Linked DNA regions of Sus scrofa: regions 2 and 3 are each linked to region 1. Evidence: chromatin contacts called from public Hi-C and promoter capture Hi-C data. All regions are on one chromosome and are shown on one strand. Each heading gives the region's core, a stretch centred on a gene start, on an enhancer-like site or on the middle of the called end of the contact. The rest is flanking DNA. Distances are from core to core; before and after follow the strand shown.

Region 1 (4,279 bases), core at 1,409-3,908:
CACCCATGGCATATGGAAGTTCCCAGGCTAGGGGTCCAATCGGAGCTGTAGATGCCAGCCTATGCCACAACCACAGCAACACTGGATCCTCAACCCACTGAGCAAGGGCAGAGATCGAACCCGCAACCTCATGGTTCCTGGTCGGATTCGTTAACCCCTGCACCGCGACGGGAACTCCTCATGCCCCATTTTTAAAAGGCAGCCTAGCCTTCTGGGGGCTTTATCATCCCTCTGCAGTGCTGACAGCTTAGCCGTGACCAACAGCGCCCTCCTCTCTTAAACATTGTCTTCCCATCTTCGCCTTTGAAGGGCAGTTTCCACCAGCAGAACCTTCTGCTTGGCTCACCACTGACGACATCTTTTTGGTTTGTTTTTTGCTTTTTAATTTTTGAATTTGTATTGAAATATAGCTGATTTACCATGTAGTGTTAGTTTCAGTGAACCGTCAAGTGATTCAGTTACACATGCATATATCTGTATCGCTATTCTTTTTTTTTACATTCTCTTCCATTACAGGACATTACAAGAGTATAGTTCCTAGGGTGCTATCACTAGGTTCTTGTTGGTTATCTATTTTATATACAGCAGTGTGTGTATATGTTAATCCCAAACTCCTCATTTAGCCCTCTCCCCTTTGGTAACCGTAAGTTTGTCTTCTGTGTCTGCATCACTGACTTTAGCAGCCGGGCTGCCACCATGTGTCAGGGGCGCTCTGTGGTCACTGAGAATGGTGCCATCCAGGCCTTCACCCCGTTCTGGGACCCCTCCTGGCACCACTTGTGTCAGCTCAGGTGTTTGGTGAAGTAGGTACGAAGATGGGTTAGACGGTGAGATGCTGGGAGGAGGGAGGAAGGAGCAGGAGATGGCGGCGGAGAATCTTGGCCCTCGATGCAAACAGACCTCATCCTGTTGGGAGGGAGAGCGATGGAGAGAGGGGGAAAGAGATGCCCAAGAGAAGGAGCCTGCCCAGCAGGGGGCGCTCTCAGACAGCTGGGCGGGGCCGAGGGCGTGTTTGAAAGAAGTTGTCTACGCAGGAGACGTGGACCTCCGGAAGGGGTTTGAACCCGCGCCCCGCCTGTGTCATGGGGGCAGTGCGTGGGACAAGTGGCCTCAGCAGAGACAAGGAGATGAAGCCAGAGCGAGGAGCTGGGGCTGGCTGGCTGGCTGCCGTCTGCCCACAGGGAGAACGCCGGGGCCTGCATCCCCATGGCTGACAAGTCAAAATCCCAGGACCGTGGGCTCCAGGGAAAAGGAGGTTCAGACAGCTCCCCGAGGTGCTCCCAGCGCTCAGGGATGGGCCTCCTCCAGGCCAGCGGGAAGCAAGGCCCTGACCAAGAGAGCCGGCCAAGCGCCACATGTCAGAGAAAGAGCCGTAGGATCCCACTTAGCTGTGGGATGGAAACAAGCTGAACTCAGAAACAGGGTAGAAAGGTGCTTGTCAGGATGGGCAGGTGAGAAATAGCGAGACGTCAGTCAAGGGTATGGACTTCCAGGGATAAGATGAGTGAGTTCTGAGTGCTAATACACAGCGTGGTGACTGAGTTTACAGCACTTTACTGCATCCTTGAAAGGTGCTAAAAGCATAGTTCTTAAATGGTCTCACCCCCCCCTCCACACACACACACACACACACACACACACACACACACACACACACACGCGCGCGGTAAATAGGTGAGAGGATGGAGGTGTTAACTAACCCCACTATAATCATTTCACAATATAGTCACGTATGGAAGCATCACATTGCACACCTGAAACTTACACGTTTACAATATCTCAGGAAACCCGGAGAAAAAGCCCCGTCGTCACAGCTACACATTTTCAGGTTCTCTTGGTCCGGTGTTAATGAGGCAGCACCTTGTTTGGGTTTTTTTTTTTTTTTTTTTTTTTTTCTGATGTGAAAGCTCAAGTGTGCATGAGATTTAATTACATCCTGAGGAAAGCCTTCGTTAGACGCAAAGGAGCAAGCTCAGCGGCAAGTGTGCATCCTCATATGAGTTTGTAAATCTCATGATAGTTACAGCCTTGATTTATGTAGAAAATGTGTCTTTTCCTCCCAACTCTTACCATGTGTATCCAGCAGAGGCTGGAGAAGATGGGGCAGATGTGGCAGGAGGTGAATGAGAAGAGTGGAGTGGAAAGATCTAGCACCTGCCCATCCGGTGTCTTGATTCCAGGGGCTGGGGCTTGGCAGAGGTGGGGGGGCCTCGGGAGCAGGGAGGGAGCACGTCCATTCAGCTCCTGAGACTTCCCTGAAGGGACTCTGAGGCCCCACACTGTTTTGGGCTTGGAGAGTTTCAGGGGTTGGGAGAGGAGGAGGGGAGAAAATCGTGCCTCCAGTGCCCCGAGGCAGGAAAAAGCCTGGCGCATCTGAGAATCTAAGGAGAGTCCAGGCAGCCGGGCATCTGGAGAGACGGAGGATCAGGGCCTGAACGGAGGCTCTGGTGGGTGGGATGTCTGGACAGTGCAGAGCAGAGGCCCCTTGATGAGTCTGAGGCTTTGAGAACGGGGGCGGGGACGGGGGGAGGCGGGGGAGTTAAATAGAGCTGGTGCCTGGTCAGGGCCACCTTTTCTAGAAGCTCTGGCAGCAACTGTAGAGAGTAGATTGGAGGAGGCAGGAGGCGGTTGTAGGGGCCAAGGTCATGAACAGGCAGTTCATTGACGGGAAAACACAACAGCCAGCGCCCCAGGGCAAAGACACTGAGCCTCGCTTGTAAACAGGAAAGTGCAAATGAAAACCACAGTGAAATGTGAATCACACCCATCAAGTTAGCAACAGTGGAACAGCTGTCAATACCTTTTTGGTGAGAATGTGGGAAAACGAGCTTTCCAAGCCGGCAGGAGGACAGTTTAGCAGAATCTAATGAAGTTGCAGATGCGTCATGTCAGCAGTTCTGCTTGCAGGGATAAGGCGGGCGTAGGAAGGTTTATCAGAGCATGGTTTGTAATGCAGAAAACGGGGCTGGGCTGGGGTAACCTCGACATCCACCACATCCACCGATAGGGAAATACCTGTGTGAATTGGGGTAAGTTCATACCATGGAATTTATATAGCAATGAAAATGGACCTGTGCCACTCATGCTAAAGAGAGACATCTGAAAACATAATGTTAAGTGAAAAAAGGAAGTTGCAAGCAGAAGGATTATATAGCATTTGGTATCACTTATATAACACTTTTTTTTTTTGTTTTTGGCTGTGCCTGCAGCATGTAGACGTTCCCAGGACAGGTATTGAACCTGCACCACAGCAGTGACCTGGGCCATTGCAGTGCCAATGCCGGAAGCTTAACCTCCTATGCCACAAGAGAACTCCTTATATAATATTTGAAATGCAAAATACGTGTATTTGCAGACTTATATGTATGTGCTGAAAGGAAAAAAAAAAAAAAAGAGAGAAAGAAAGAAAGGAGAAGTTCCCGTTGTGGCTCATCAGCTTAAAAACCCCAACACAGTGTCCATGAGGACGCAAGTTTGATTCCTGGCCTCGCTCAGTGCGTTAAGAATCCAGCATTGCCACAAGCTCTGGTGTAGTTCACAAATGTGGCTCGGATCTGCCGTTGCTGTGGCTGTGGTGTAGGCCAGGAGTTGCAACTCCAATTTGACCTCTAGCTCCAGAACTTCCATATGCTGCAGGCTCAGCCACCTTAAAAAGAAAAAAAATGGCAATAAGAAGGAAAGAGGACATCAGCTTTAGAACAGTGGTTACCCCAAGGGAGAAAAGATGAGTGATGGGATTTAGAGTCATAAAGAGAATTTCAATTATATCTCATATTGTCATCCTTTTAAAAATGCGATACATTTGGGAGTTTCTGTCGTGGAGCAGTGGAAACGAATCCGACTAGGAACCACGACGTTGCAGGTTCCATCCCTGGGCTCCATCAGTGGGTTAAAGATCCAGCGTGAGCTGTGGTGTAGGTCACAGATGCAGCTTGGATCCTGCCTTGCTATGGCTGTGGTGTGGGTGGGCCGGCAGCTGTAGCTCTGACTGACCCCTAGCCTGCGGCGGGTGTGGCCCTAAAAAGCAAAAAAAGAAAAAAAAAGGGATAGGTTTCACGGCTTATGTTAGCATTTATAAAGTCTGAGTAGTAGGTTGCTTACGTATATGTTATAACATTTTCTCTACTTTTGTATGTTGAAAATTCTTTATTAAGAAAGCTTGGAGGGGAGTTCCCTGGTGGCCTAGAGGTTAGGGATCTGGTGTTGTCTCTGCTGTGGCAGATCCTGGGAACTTCCACCTGCTGCAGTCCCTGGAAAGAAGGAAAGAAAGAAAGAAGGA
Region 2 (3,954 bases), core at 554-3,053, 270 kb before region 1:
AGGAGAAATAATGCCAGTGTGAACCATGGGACTCAGATAACTTCTTTTTTTGGCTGCATGCACAGCATATGGAAGTTCCCAGGCCAGGGATCGAAGCCAAGACACCGCTGCGACCTATGCCATGGCTGCAGCAATGCCAGATCCTTAACCCACTGTGCAGAGTCAAGGGTCAAACCCACGCCTCAGCAGTGACCTGAGCCCTGCAAAGACAAGGCCAGATCCTCACCCCGTGCAGCTAATTTCCTAAAGGCCAACCGTGTTGCTTCTCCCAGGGAATGCAAGTCTAATGAACTAGGTTCACCCTGGGCTACAAGCTGAGGTGGGCCCCTGGGTGACAGGCCGAGGGGGAGCTGCGAATGTTAGAGAGGATGAAAGGGAGGCAGGATGGCCCCGGGATCACTCATCCTCTTCTTCACAGTTTTATCGAAGCTTCTATCAACCTACACAACCGCTGAGCAGTAGTGTCCTCTCCTGCCCGTATCCGCCCCAAGGCTGTGAACTCCTTGTGTGAGGATGAGAAGATGAGGGAGACTCCCTCTACACCTGTCATCCTCTGATCCTGAGATGCCTCGATTTTCCCCAGAGCCACACACCCTGCCTTCAAGGGAAGCTCAGAGTGTCCCCAGTAGGAGGCGCATGACATGCATCAGCTCAAAGGAGGATCATTAAGGACAGGGGTAGAACATCTACTAGGAACATAAAGAGAGCATCTATAATTTCATAACAACAGCTAAAACTTATGGAGAACTTCATACATGCCAGGGAAAGTATTCTAAGCTCTTTTCACGTGTTATCTCATGTGGTCCTCACAAAGCGCTTTGTTATTCCCTTTCGTGGACACCCTGGGGGGAACTGTTCACTCAAGGGGTTAGGGATCCTTAGTCTCCCATTGGGTCAGGGAGCAGCTGGGCAAGTCTCTTTTTCTTTCTTTCTTTCTTTCTTTGGGCCACACCTGCGGCATATGGAAGTTTCCAGGTTAGGGATCGAATTGGAGCTACGGGCTGCCAGCCTATGCCACAACACCTGATCCTTAACCCACTGAGCAAGGCCAGGGATTGAACTTGCAGCCTCAGGGATCCTAGTTGGGTTCATTACCACTGAGCCCCAAGAGGAACTCCTCTTTTCTCTTCCTTGAGTCACCCCTCCCTTGGTTCTCTGGTGACTCGTCTCTTCCTCTGAGCTTGCAGGGTGAGGCTGGATAGCCGTGACTGAGAAGCACCCACGGAGCCCCAGGGACGCGAGGAAGGAGGGAGAGGATTAGACCCGTTCTGTTCCAGGAATCGAAAGAGAAGGCCGTGACCTCAGCCTTTCCATCACATCCTTCTCTGGAAGCAGGACTAAGACCACTCTCGCTGCTACCCTCGCCCACACTCCTCTCACTGAGCCAGAAAAAAAAAAACCCTCACAGTCATTGTCATCACAGCCCTCCAGACAGCCTGGACTCGAACTGGCAATCACAATGAAATCCTTTTGCCCTCCCTACCTAACGCAGAGCGGGTTTTCCTTTAAGCATCTCAAACCCACATACACCTCAGACAGAACACGTATCCTGGCAGAACAGCCCAATCAGTAAATCACACTGACAATAACAAAGGTGTCACCAGCTGGTCACACACAGCTCTGCTGAACCTCCCCCCACTTCCTGGTCCTGGGCACATCCCCTGATAATACTCAGAAGCGCTGTCTAAGCACCCCCCCCCCTTTGCTGCCTGGACCAATTCATGATAGCAGTAAAGGTGGGAAGAGAAGAGGGTGCTGGAGGGGGGGGGTCTTGGCCTTAAGCTGGGAGTACTGGGTGCTGCTCCCCACCCAGGCCAGGAGGGGGAGCAGAGCCTCTGTAGAGATTTCCAGGTCTTGCTCCAGCCCGGACACCAGCCAGAGGGAGAATGTCTGGGATGGGCCCACAGGGGACTCGCCCAGCTTTTCAGGCACAGTGTTCACCTCTTCAATTAAAGGACCTTCAGCCCTGTTCCCCGTGAAACCCACACACCAGCTGCCTCTTACCTCCCCAGCTCCTGGAAGAAAAAGAAGTCTGAAGAACCAATGAGAGCCTGCCCACAGGTAATGTTTTTATCTCAAAAGGACTTGAAATTGGTGTGTGGAAGACATTTGCAGCAGTGACTGAGAAGTTGCTCTCCACATTAAAAAGGAAATGTTTCTGCAGAGTTTCTGGAGAGTCCAGAGGAAAAGAATATAGAAGACGGAAAAGGGCTTGGCCACTACCCCTGGTCACAGCAGATGGAGCAGGAATCTCTTTCTCTGGCTCCCGCAAAGGAAACCAAAGTGTCTTGGAAGTGGATGGTTTTTCTTAGGGGGACAAAGCAGAACAGTTGTGCTCATTGCTTTCCCTTTCAGCTATTTCCCCTCAAGGAAAGAGGTTAATAAGGCAGTTATGGGTGGGTTGGAGTTTTTCTTTCTGTCTTTTAAAGTGGCTAGTTAGCTATCCCTGCTACATGTGGGGATGAAATTCCAAGTTCACCTTTTCACATGAAGTCCAGAGGGGTAACAATAGAGCTTTTCACGAAAAGAATTTTTTTTTTTCACCCTTAGGACATGATTCAAATAAAACTGCAGAAAAAAGAAGATGATGTGGGAAGAGAATCAGGGTCATGACTCTGGCAAAAGCCAAAAATGAGGAAAAGAAACATGAGCAAGAACCCACAAAAAGACCAAGAAAGACGGTGAAAGAAGAAAGAACAGGGTCATGGAGAATGCCCGAGCATTAAGGCCCAGCATGTGTTTATTCCTTCTTTTGAATCTCTCCCATTTGGCAAAGTTGAATCCAAGAGAATTCAGGGAATAAAATGGTCAAACCTTCATGTTTTCACCACTGAGTAGAAACTGGTGTATTCTCATGATCATTGCCTTCAAGCCCCAACTTGCTCATACAGCCCACACTTTCTGCTGTGATAACTTGGAGAGATGAGAAAAGAAAAGACTCCTGGAGAAATGACAGGAGATGCTGCTGGGCTAGTTCTTGCCTGACTCTGTTGAAAGTCAGATGGTGAAACTCAATCTTCCTGAAATCTATTTCTCCTGCTGAGCTTATGATTAACTACTCTATCCAGAACTGTACTTCTGTTCTTGTTTTGCCCCTGTTTCCCTCAGGATTGGGAGTATTAAAGATAAGGGGGGATTGAAACTGAGCAGAACGCTGCAGGGCCCTTCTGGGTACAAAAGCATCTCTGTGTTCCCTGTTTCTTGTTTGTAGAAAAAGGCTTTAGTCTCCTAGGTCTTCCCTGAGTTCCAAAGAACAGACTTAAGCAGTTACTAATTAGGGAAGTAAGGGAATGCAGAAAGAAAGGGAAAAGAGTCAAGCAAGAAAAGTAATGATAGCTTGGGAGTTCCCATTCTGATAATTAGCCTGACTAGTACCCAGGAGGATGCAGGCTTGACCCCTGGTCTCACTCAGTTGGTTAAGGATCTGGCATTGCCGTGAGCTGTGATGTAGTTTGCAGACACGTCTCAGATCTGGCCTTGCTGTAGCTGTGGTATAGGCCAGCAGCTGCAGCTCCAGTTCTACCCCTGGGAACTTCCATATGCTACAAGTGTAGCCCTAAAGAGCAAAAGAAAAAAAAAGAAAAGCAATGATAGCTGAAACAATAGTTCAGCACAGAGTCCTCCTTCTTTCTCAAGGAATATACAGGACAGTCTTATGCATATCTTGGAGTTATTCTGAAGAAATTAATAGCCCCCTTCTCCCCCATGTGGAGGTTGGTGACTACCTGCTGAACGCGAGCACATAGAACCCAGGCACTTGGAACCAGAAAGCTGATGATTAAGAGTTCCAAAACATCACCCAATAATCTCACCACCAACCAATCAGAAGAAAGTCCAGGAGCTGCAACCCTCACCCAAAATATTGCCTTTAAAAGCCCTTCCCTGAAAGCCACCAGGGAGTTTGAGTCTTTTGAGTATGAGCTGCCAATTCTCCTTGTTTGGTGCCCTACAATA
Region 3 (4,231 bases), core at 1,399-3,898, 320 kb before region 1:
TTAAAAAAAAAAAAAAGAAAGAAAAAGAAATCTACATTTCTTTTGGCCATACCCACAGCATGCAGAAGTTCCCAGGCCAGGGATCAAACCTGTGCCTTATCGGTGGGACAACTCAGGATCCTTAACAGGTAGCCCACCAGGGAACTCCTCCTAGAAACTCTTGCTCTTGTAATTAGATGGCACTAAACAGCTGCTGGCCTCATTACTATATGCTCTGGTCCGTTAGGTGTCAGGACGCGTCATCAGAATCCTCAGCTATGACAGCGAGTCTCTACACGCCCTGTTTGCGGTCCCGTGGGAGAACAAGGCTGTGCCTTTCCACGTCACTTGGTGGAATGTTCCAAGATCCAAAGTCTGCACCTTGATCTCTTTCTCAGACATGCAGACCCTCCAAAGCTGGGTGATGCTAACCTCCCAAGGGAGCAGGTTCTGATCCAGAAATGTTCTCCCTGAGAGGTTTTGCTGTTGCCTCAATCGGAATTTACAGGGGCCGAAGGAAGGGCATTTCCATGCTTTCAGATACTGGACTGGACAGAGGCCAACTCCACATGCCTATTTTGTAAAAGAAAAGAACCAGAATCTTGATTCTAAACGAAAGAAAAAAGCACTTGGGTAATAACATGCTTTACTTCAGGTAGGAATCTGAGAGTCAGCAAAGCGCTACGTGGTTCCCTTTCTTTCTCACTTAGTCTGTAACCCAGTCACGGGATGTTTGACTCTGAGTGAACTTTCAAGACAAAAGAACTAAACAGAACCAGGACTCTGCCCCCTCTGGTGCTGCTTGGGTGGTCAGAAGTTCGGTATAAGTGTGCTGTTACCTGCAGGCCTATCCAATGAGCCATTTGGGCTTAAATGAATTTTGTAGATAATGGCAGTGTTTCTCAAAAGGCAGAGTGATGCTCCATGGCCATTCAGGCAGGAAAACAGTTCTGTGGGTCAGAATCATGAAACTCCCTTCAAGTCAAAACAAAGGGGATTTATTTTACTAAAATGATTTACTTCCATCTGATGACAAAGAAATACATAATTTTTTAAGTATTCTGAATATCCTGCAAAAGAAAAGTCTGATGCAGACGCACACCAGTATTAAGAGTTTGTTGAAAAACAAACAAACAAACAAACCACCTGGAACTTCTTTCATAGCTCGGAAAAGTCACTGTGATACAAGCCAGTATATTACTTTGCTTGAGCTGTTGTAACAGAGCTCTGCAGACAGAGTGGCTTAAACAATATAGATTTATTTTCTCACAGTTCTGGAGGCTGGAAGTCTGAGATCAAGGGGTCAGTGGGGTTGTTTCTTCTGAGACCTCTCTCCTTGGCTTGCATGTGGCCTTCCCTCCGTGTGCGTCCACGTCTATGTCCAAATTTCCTCCATTTATCAGGACTCCAGTTGTACTGGGCCCACCCTAAAGACCTCATTTTAATTTGATCACTCTGAGAAGACCCTGTCTCCAGACACAATCATATTCCAAGGTGCCGCGGGGCATCGACACATGAATTTCGTGGGGACCCAGTTCAGCCCATGAGAGCCAGGTGACAGCAGAAAAGTTAGAGCACATAAACTAAACTCCAGGTAGCAGAGAAGCAAACCTAAAACCCCAGACTCCTCGGGCTGCAGTGGGCTCAGCAGTCATCTGGGCCATTCCCTCCTCTTACAGAGGAGGCAACCAAGGTCCAGATGGGAGGCGCAAATACATCACAGGCCAACTTTTTCCATTGAGGGTTTGCTTAACTTTTGAGAAACTACCAAATTAAAACTATAAAATGAAGCTAGAGCCAGAGTCCATCCGGAACGGAAAGGAGGAGGCACATTTAGCCACACCCAGGGTCACCTGCCATCTGAAGGCAGCACCCAGAGGTGCCCCATGAGACTTTCCTAGGAGCTGGGGCTGCCGGACCCTCTTCTGCAGAGGGAGACCCTATTGACTTTCAGAGCACATCAGTCCTCAGAGACAGGTGTTCAAAAACATTCTAGATTTTTCTAGAAAACAGACACAGAGAGCTTCTTGTTTCTGGGTAAACAGACTTGAACCACATTTGCCCATCTCAGATTATAGTTTTATTTTTCTTAAAGGCAAAATGAAGATTCATGTCCTATGTCCTGTGAAGCATTTCCGATGGACCCATCTCAAAAAATAAAGTCAAATGCAGTTCATAAAACGAGTTGAAGTTGAGTGCAGACATGCCCCTGGAAAACCAGGCTAGAGGATAACCAGGCCCTGATCACTAGCCGGCTTCCCCACTCACCGACTGTTGCACTTCTTGAGAATTCCTTTCTGCCTAGGGCAGGCTTGGCTCACAGCTCCGGCACTGCCGATTCCCAGGGAACACCCAGGCCCACAGATGTTCACGGGTCAAAGAATTGTGAGCTGACCATTTGTGCATTTTGGATTTCAACTTGTAAACATGGGGATTCCCTTTAAAAAAAAAAAGAAAGAAAGAAAGACAGAAAATTTTAAAAAGAGGGCAAAAAGGAAGGGAAGAAAAATCACTATGCAAAGGAAAAATGTGAGCTAAGTTTTTCCTTTTGGAATCTTGGCGTGTGGGTGTAGCTATCTTCACTCCGGCTCTCGCCAGACACTGTATGCTTTGAGCAGGCATGGAGCGATCTGCTTTCCGCTGCACTGCCAGAACATTCAGACCTGACCTGTAACATGCCTCTTATTCCAGTCCTGAGCAAGGACAGCCGGGAGGGCGGGCTGCGCCACATTCAGCACACTGGCTGCTTGGTGCAATTCAGAGAAAAAGCGAAAACCGGGAAGCAGAGCATTGGCCGACTAAGGGCAGGGCCTTGCACCAGCAGTCCCGGAGTTCAAGTCCCAGCTGGTCTCTTTCACTGGGCGTTTGAGTAAATCACTTGACCTCCCCACGCCTGAAGTCAACCCAGCTGGAAAGCATTAGGAAGAAAATAGGACATCCCTTGACAACCGAGAGCTGCTTCTGGGATGAAACTCATCCCACCCTCCACCCCCATGAGCTAAGAGACTCAGCCACAGTCCTGCTGGGGCTGACCAAGATTTTCTCTACTAAACGCTGGGTCCCCTGCAAAAGAGAATAGCATTACATGTAGGTCCAGGTCCACTGCGGCCCCCAACCCCTCCCATCTTCAGGTGCTGCCCAGTATACCAGGGAGTTGAGGGAGGGCAGCTTTTTGGAAATGTGGACAGAGCCGATAGGAGAGGCTCGTTCTATAGGACGTGAATCAGAGTTCTGATCCTGTGCTCTTAATCCAGGACAAGCTACACAGTGGGTTTCCATTTTTCTCAATACTCTCTTTGGGAGTTTACATAGCTGAGAGGGTTTGACTTCAACTCACAGCTTCTACTGGATATAGGCTTCCTCTGACTCCTTGAAAGCACCTATGATCCTGCTAATGATAAGGCACTTAGCCATCCTTATGACGTAGTGTAGGTTGTGTACATGGAAAAGTCTCAACAAAAGTTGAAAACTTGAGAGGATGGGGTAGTTTACTTTTTGGAGTCTTGTTTCTCATTCTCAAGTGGCATCATTGCTACGATGTTTTGGGAGAAATCTGACAATGACCTTCTGGGCTGGTGATGGGTTCAGCCTGGCCAATCCTTCTGACCCACCACAGGACCATCACGGGCTGAGACTTTAATATGTTGCGTTACTAATGGGTCACATGCGAAGGAGGGTTATGACACTAACCACGAACTTCCTCACAGCTACCCTTTTTGCTGTTTGTATCAAATTTACCCCTTTTTTTCCTCCTTTGGCACACTCTCCTATTTGTTCTCTGTCTTTAATTGAAAGTTAATGAAATTCTAATCCAGTGCATATTCCCAGAGGATAATTCACAAAGCAGATATGTGGGTTAAGCATTGGGGGAAAAACAAAACAAAACAAAAAAAACCATCGTGTTAATTTGGGAAATGCTGAAATTCAAAGACTAGTGTCACACAGTACAGTGGGATTTTAAGAGCATGCTAAGGGCCTAGAGGAATAACGCAATTTAAAAAATCAGTCAAGGAGCTCCCTTCATGGCTCAGTGGCTAACGAACCTGACTGGGATCCATGAGGATGCAGGTTCAATCCTTGGCCCCACTCAGTGAGTTAAGGATCAGGCGTTGCTGTGGCTGGCAGCTACAGCTTCAATTTGACCCCTAGCCTGGGAACTTCCGTAAGCCATGGGTGTGGTTCTAAAAAGAAAAAAAAAAAGAAAAATCAGTTTATTTTGTCAAACCCTACATTTCTCAAAATTTTTGCCATT

What was found. Promoter capture Hi-C pulls out the DNA fragments that hold promoters and counts their contacts. Hi-C and Micro-C count contacts between places; a contact is called where the count stands out from the background.
Region 2: a contact with region 1 is called in a promoter capture Hi-C map of liver, with 5 times the contacts expected there. The contact joins two enhancer-like sites. A contact is called at or near these places in 1 of 5 promoter capture datasets (liver), 22 of 47 Hi-C or Micro-C datasets (adipose tissue, alveolar macrophages, blood and 10 more) and 2 of 2 datasets of contacts at active chromatin or transcription factors (alveolar macrophages and skeletal muscle).
Region 3: a contact with region 1 is called in a Hi-C map of liver, with 2.0 times the contacts expected there. The contact joins two enhancer-like sites. A contact is called at or near these places in 15 of 47 Hi-C or Micro-C datasets (alveolar macrophages, blood, brain and 11 more) and 2 of 2 datasets of contacts at active chromatin or transcription factors (alveolar macrophages and skeletal muscle).

Annotation. Positions count from the first base shown.
Region 1 is chr1:16,513,705-16,517,983 of Sscrofa11.1, reverse strand. No RefSeq gene overlaps it. Among named protein-coding and RNA genes, the nearest start is that of ZC3H12D, 52 kb to the right of the region's middle. Within about 2 kb of position 2,658, at least 18 of the 83 cell types and tissues checked have an H3K27ac peak or open chromatin away from gene starts, as enhancers often do. A contact at or near this core is called in liver and retroperitoneal adipose tissue, where this site is marked.
Region 2 is chr1:16,782,035-16,785,988 of Sscrofa11.1, reverse strand. No RefSeq gene overlaps it. Among named protein-coding and RNA genes, the nearest start is that of TAB2, 170 kb to the right of the region's middle. Within about 2 kb of position 1,803, at least 6 of the 83 cell types and tissues checked have an H3K27ac peak or open chromatin away from gene starts, as enhancers often do. A contact at or near this core is called in liver, where this site is marked.
Region 3 is chr1:16,836,103-16,840,333 of Sscrofa11.1, reverse strand. LOC102159681 (a long non-coding RNA gene) reads right to left here. Exons shown (of 3, transcript XR_001305889.2): 2 at 2,248-2,417; 3 at 1-552. Among named protein-coding and RNA genes, the nearest start is that of TAB2, 230 kb to the right of the region's middle. Within about 2 kb of position 2,648, at least 24 of the 83 cell types and tissues checked have an H3K27ac peak or open chromatin away from gene starts, as enhancers often do. A contact at or near this core is called in liver and retroperitoneal adipose tissue, where this site is marked.